Regions from separate parts of the Danio rerio genome. Here region 1 is linked to region 2. The links are chromatin contacts, called in public Micro-C maps. All regions are on one chromosome and are shown on one strand. Each heading gives the region's core, a stretch centred on a gene start, on an enhancer-like site or on the middle of the called end of the contact. The rest is flanking DNA. Distances are from core to core; before and after follow the strand shown. Region 1 overlaps saa (serum amyloid A). Region 2 overlaps sh3gl3a (SH3-domain GRB2-like 3a).

Region 1 (3,026 bases), core at 29-2,528, 97 kb after region 2:
ACTGCACCACCGTGTCGCCCTTTATTAAGCCGTTTTAAATATATTTGATGAATCGTTGCACAATATTGTAGGAAATCATTGTCAAACCTTGTTGTGATGTGTTCAGTGATGGACGGGAGGCTCTGCAAGGTCTCATTCGCAGAGGCAATTCAGATGCTGCAGCCGATCAGGAGGCCAATCTCTGGGGCCGAAACGGCGGAGACCCCAACAAATACAGACCTAAAGGCCTGCCCATAAAGTACTGAGAAGATGACCCCCAGAAGACTTAAATCATCAACTAAAGCAGTAGTTTGCATGACAAATATTAAGCCATTTCACTCACTTTATATATTGATGGTTATTTTCTTCAAATCTCCATGTATGCAAATATTACTGTACACCTTTCTTTGACATATTTGTTTTATTCTTAATATGTTATATTGAAGTTAAAGTGTTGTTATTTGGTGAATTTAATGTTTTTAAGTCTTAATAAAGAAAACAACATAAGTCACGTGTTTCTGCTTTTCTTATGTCTTAATGTTTTTTTCTTTAATTCTTTATGCAAATAATACATCTTTCACATATTTGTTTGATTTTTAATATTGAAGTTGAGGTGATATAATGTGTTCCATATAATGTCTTTTAAAAGTCTTATTATTAAAGAATACAACCTTAGTCTAGTATTTTTTCTTGAATGCTGCCATTAAGGAAATTTACAAAATCAAAATGTAATATTTTATGTTAACGTTACTTTAATTTATTAAACTTTATATTGAAGAGAAAAAAAAAACGTTTTATCAATTGTATTTTATAGAGGAAACTCTTTTCTTGCGTATGTCATAAAAACTATGGATATAACAGTTAGGCTATAACGTTAATATTAGTAACTTAGCCAGCAATTAGTAGCTGCCAGGTGTGGACTGGTTACAGTTTTACTAATATAACATGATTAAATAATAGTTATTATAACAAAACCATGTTGAATTTACAGTAACAATTGTTTAACTCAAATTAACTTACTCAGTTTACTTTCATGGTTTTATATGTAACGCTAACTTTATCTGTGTGATAATAGAAATAAACGACTCACCTCACGACTAACGTTAACCTCATCTCTCTGGGTAGTTTTGCTGTAGTTCAATACGTGGTGTTATGTAATTATGAGAACTTGTGAGATAATAAAATATAATCAAAATGTCTGTCAAAAAATGTCGAAATTTGTGTAAAACTTCGTCTGTTTTCATTCACGTCACTCACTCACTCACTCACTGTTTATGCCGGAGCGCCTCCTTCCGGTCACACAAGCAACTGTCCTCCACATTGATATCCGTAGATCACAGGTGTCAAACTCGGTTCCAAAAGGGCCGCAGCTCAGCACAGTTTAGTTCCAACCCTAATTAAACACACCTGATCAAACTAATTGAGTCCTTCAGGCTTGTTTGAAACCTACAGGTAAGTGTGTTGGAGCAGGGTTGGAACTAAACTGTGCAGGGCTTCGGCCCTCCAGGAATTGAGTTTGACACCCCTGCCTACAGGCCTATGTGTGTTTAATGCTGTCATGCACCAGCACATGTGGCATTTGACGTGTTTTTAATGTGCATATGCTCCTGTTCTATTAAAATATATAGGCCGACAGTATAGAAACCATCAAAGACATTCTTATATATTCTACAGCAAATACCATAAAGGCATTGCAAACCATCAAATGTTAACCAATAAAAACAGCACATTTTAATGTGGGTTTTGGGGATTTACTCCATTAGGATTAAACGCTTATAACAGGCCACCAATGGAAGACAGCAAGTTGCCATTTGAGACCCACAGGAAGCATTACAGTTTCCATTAAAACCCATACAATTCCCATTATAACCATTAAAACTGTTACTCTGTGAGGGTTTAGCTATATTGAATTTTCAGCAGGGGTCGCTATGGCTTAGACGTGTTATTACATTAGTCAACAACATTTAAAGATCAAAACCTTTCATCAAAGTTGTCCTAAAACTACTGAACAACACCCATTCTTGTCTTAGGACAATTTTGAACAACCATTTTGATCCACCTAAAATGTTGAATAGCTACTGTATAGCCTGTAATTCCAGGGTGAAGCCGTCTCATGTTAAATAATATTGGTATAATATCAAAATATATATGTATATTTCTATTGCATCCAATTGAATGATGGGTTGGCAAGCGTTGGGGACGTGCTGGTGCAGGCATCTGGAATTCCCACTGTTTTTAACATCTGGGAGTACAACCAACAGAAAAAAAGTCAATATAAAAGCAAAACTAGAAGTATTCACAATCTAGTCTACAAGTCATTTAGCTAGTTTCGTCCTGAATACACACATTGTTCATCCTAGAAGCATCAGTTTTATAATTGTTTCCCAATGGGATTCAGAAGCTGATAAATCAATTGATTCGGATGCACTACAAGCAGAATTTGACAATTTTCTCCAGTTTCTAATATAAAATCTTCAGTATAGCTGTCTTCTTGTATCCACTTGGAACCCAGTTAAAAAACTGAAGTTGGTCTAGAACATCCAACTACACTAAAATGGACGTGCAACACAGGAAACATCACAATAACTGTGTTCATGGTATATCATTACAACCGTGAAACTCTTGTTATGACTAAACGAACAATACTTTTATTAAAGCTTTAGAAGTCTTGGCTGACTGACAGAGGATGCTGAAATTAAAGGAATAGCTCACCAAAAATGAATATTTGCTGTTTAATTCACTAATCCTCAGTCAAAGTTTTTGTTTTTCAGTAAATCATTAAAGATTCAGTCTTTCGTCTGGATAAAAAAAAGTTTTCCTGGTTTACAAAATCAATACCTATCCTTGCTGGAAAACCGTAAAAGCTTAAACAAGCATTACTTGTTGGTTGGTCGACCAGCGTAATTTTAGAGGGGTTTTGGCTCAGCGTGATCTCTAGTTTAGCTGAAGATGATCAGCTAAAACCAATTTGACCAGCCTGGTTTAAACTGGACATAGCTGGTCACTTCCCAGCTAGGTTGGAAATGACCAAAACCCCACTAAAACCA
Region 2 (3,135 bases), core at 67-2,566:
TCCATGTAGAGTATTATTCAGGTAGGGTAATTAAATAATAAAAATAAAAGTTATTCATTATTAAAGTTTACAAACAGTAAATGTATTATTCCTGAATGCTTTTAAAATCATTATACGGTCACAGGCCTGCAAAAGAACATGCAAATGATAAATTATAATACAGATTCAACATTGCATATCATGCGATGTGACTATTGCGAATGATCACATTGGGATATCGATGCAGAAAAGAGCCCTAGCGTTTAGCTTTTATCACAGCTCTGCCAGTAAGAGTGATTGAGCTCAAGTGCATAAAGCAATAGCATCTTAAATGGAGCGGAACATGTCAGATACTAGAGAATGTTTGATAAGTCAGACGACTTAATTGTTGATCCATTTAGGTGGAAGCGACAAACTGCAAGCTTTGGATGTTGTTATCTTCTTAATGCTAATTTTGTCACTGTTTTGAAGCAAATTAGCTTATCGATATGCTTAAAACACATTGATACTAGCATCTAAAAAAAAAATTTTGCTTTCTTAAGCACTTTAAAGAGAACATCCAAAATGTTACGCCTTGAGTAGGCTTTCAATCAGTAGGAATAAGAAGAATAAAATAAGCACTTTTCCTGTGTCAACATAACCGCCACCATTACGGGGCGTCATCTGCAATTAAGCACCGTTTTTTCAGGTACACCTGAAGTCATTATCTTGAAGTAAATGATTTTAAACACAAAAACTTATATTAATTCTGTCTTTAAACTGGAGTGTAAATGCAGAATAAGGAAACGGTGTCGTACCACAATCTCTTTGAGGTCTTTGTCTTGTAGATTCTGAAGTGGGTCGATGAAGTTCTGTTTCACACTGATATCGAGGGCGTCTTTAATATCAGCCATCTGTTTCATGGCTTCACCAATGTCTGCCAACGCGGTGCCTAAAAACATGATGGAGAACAAGTGATGCAAAGCTGGACCTCCATATAATGCTATAAATAATGAAGCATTTAACCAATATTTATTAACAGGTTAGAGGCTTTTTCACACACAAACAAACACTTATACACATAAATATAAACACATGTTAAATGGAGTGCAAGGGAAAAAGAAAAAGCGTGATTATTTAACAGATAAATGTATATTAAACAGAAAAAAAAATGTGTTCTGTGTTTTATAAACAATGGAAAATAATAATAAAAATATGTAAAATATGCACATCTGCATCTAATGTCAACAAAACACCACAAGGTGTCAGAGTGGTGTTCAAATGCTGTAAGGACGGCCTTTTACAGGAAACACATTTCACAATGCACAATGAGCAAGCTTTCCAGTCTTATGAGAAGGATCTGGGGAGAGATGGACCAGCATTCCTGCATACTGCAGCGGGGTTTCTGTAACTCATGTCTGAGCATGTGTGCGTGTTTGACACTACCGAAAGCGGACTCCTCCCCGAGCTCTCGTCCATACCGCAGCATACAGTCTCCTAACAGCCCTTCAGTCTGAGGATAACCCGTCGTCTTCACCTGCCCGCGGATTTTAGACACCGTGTTGAGCATGCCCAGTTTGGCTCTTGATGCTGTACAGAAATATAGATATTTATATACACACATGATTCATGCTCAAGATTAAACCATTAATTCGTAACACTGCACTTTAATATCACTGACAGTGGTAGAGAAGGAAAGAGAGGCAGTGTATTTGCAATAAAATAAAAATAATGCATGAGAAAATAAATCAATAGCAAGAAAAACAAAAATCTAAATTTGCAGTAGAAGATAAATTAGCCCTCCATATTTAAAGATGCCCTATAAAGAAAATCTGAATATACCTCTAGTTGAATAATAAGAGTTTAGTACATGGAAATGGCTACACCGTGAGCCTCAGACACCATTGTTTTCTCATTCTCATGCAGGTTCCACGAGAGTAAAATCCCAGTGAAAACCATGTCAATCAGAACACAAAGCAGACTGTTGCGTGACTCAAGATTTGCATGCATTTTAGGTCACACTCTACCTCATCTAACCTGACGCAGCCAAAACATCGACTGATATGTTGCACACGTAATCATTAATATGAACACCTCAGGTAGTGTTTTGAGATCATTTTATATTGATAAGTTTAACAAACTTTATATTAAACTTAGACTCTCTCTCTCTCTCTCTCTCTCTGCTCTCTCTCTCTCTCTCTCTCTCATTTCACATTTTCACATTTTAGGTGCTTTATTGGCATGACAAATAGCTGTACATTCGTATTGCCAAAGCAGTGCAGCGTCGCTGCGTACAGACAAGACAGTGCAAAAAGGGCAGTAGTGCAAACAAATATGAACATAAAATATAATATAGAAATAAAGAAAAGAAATGTAAACAAATAAAAATAGATTAATAAAAATAACAATATATAAGTAAAACTAAAAATATTAATAAAAATAAAAATAGATTAATGGTCATTTGTGAAACTGGTTAAAAGTGGTGACAATAATATAAACAGTAAGTCCACGAGTAAAGAGTTTCTGTGTTGTGTGTTGGAGACAGTGGAGCGGATCATTGTGGGTTCCTCAGACGGTGGCGGAGTGCACAACGGAGTGCACAAACTGAGCTGCTAACACACAGCAGCACACACACTCCCCCAGTAGGATGGGCAGTTTCTCATTGTTTGACAGGGACTCAAAGTTTTTGTGTGTGTGTGTGTGAGTTTCGGGTAGAACTTCTCCCATATCTCTGAGTATTTTGTGCACTCCGAAGGAAGTGCAGTTCTGTTTCAATCGGCTGCTGAGGGCAGTGTGGGCACAGCCGCTCCTCCACCGAGAGCCATGTTTGTCTGTGCCGGCCCGTCTCTATAGCCAGCTGGTGTCCGCTGAGTCTGTATCGGCTCAGGGTGTTCCTCAGACCTTTATCTCTCTCTCTCTCTCTCTCTCTCTCTCTCTCTCTCTCTATACATATATATATATATATATATATATATATATATATATATATATATATATATATATACTAGGGCTTTTCAAAATTAGCTTGTCAACACACATGATTCATTTGAAATATTTAACGCGTGAAAAAAATTACGCAAATAACGCAGTTGCAGTTTTTTTATTTCCTTTTGTGGAAAACGTGTGTTTAGCAACGGTGCGTGCATGGAGGCAACCTAGGCGGGTGCCTTGGGCAGC

The links. A called contact is a pair of places that touch in the nucleus more often than the background predicts.
Region 1: a contact with region 2 is called in a Micro-C map of caudal fin, with 11 times the contacts expected there. The contact joins two enhancer-like sites. A contact is called at or near these places in 2 of 18 Hi-C or Micro-C datasets (caudal fin and hematopoietic stem cells).

What each region holds. Positions count from the first base shown.
Region 1 is chr7:12,921,188-12,924,213 of GRCz12tu, forward strand. saa (serum amyloid A) reads left to right here. Exons shown (of 4, transcript NM_001005599.2): 4 at 107-486. The coding sequence ends at 245. Among named protein-coding and RNA genes, the nearest start is that of saa, 7.0 kb to the left of the region's middle. Within about 2 kb of position 1,279, at least 4 of the 62 cell types and tissues checked have an H3K27ac peak or open chromatin away from gene starts, as enhancers often do. A contact at or near this core is called in caudal fin, where this site is marked.
Region 2 is chr7:12,824,010-12,827,144 of GRCz12tu, forward strand. sh3gl3a (SH3-domain GRB2-like 3a) reads right to left here. Exons shown (of 9, transcript NM_001081691.2): 4 at 1,405-1,548; 5 at 777-910. Among named protein-coding and RNA genes, the nearest start is that of gjd6, 24 kb to the left of the region's middle. Within about 2 kb of position 1,317, at least 9 of the 62 cell types and tissues checked have an H3K27ac peak or open chromatin away from gene starts, as enhancers often do. A contact at or near this core is called in caudal fin, where this site is marked.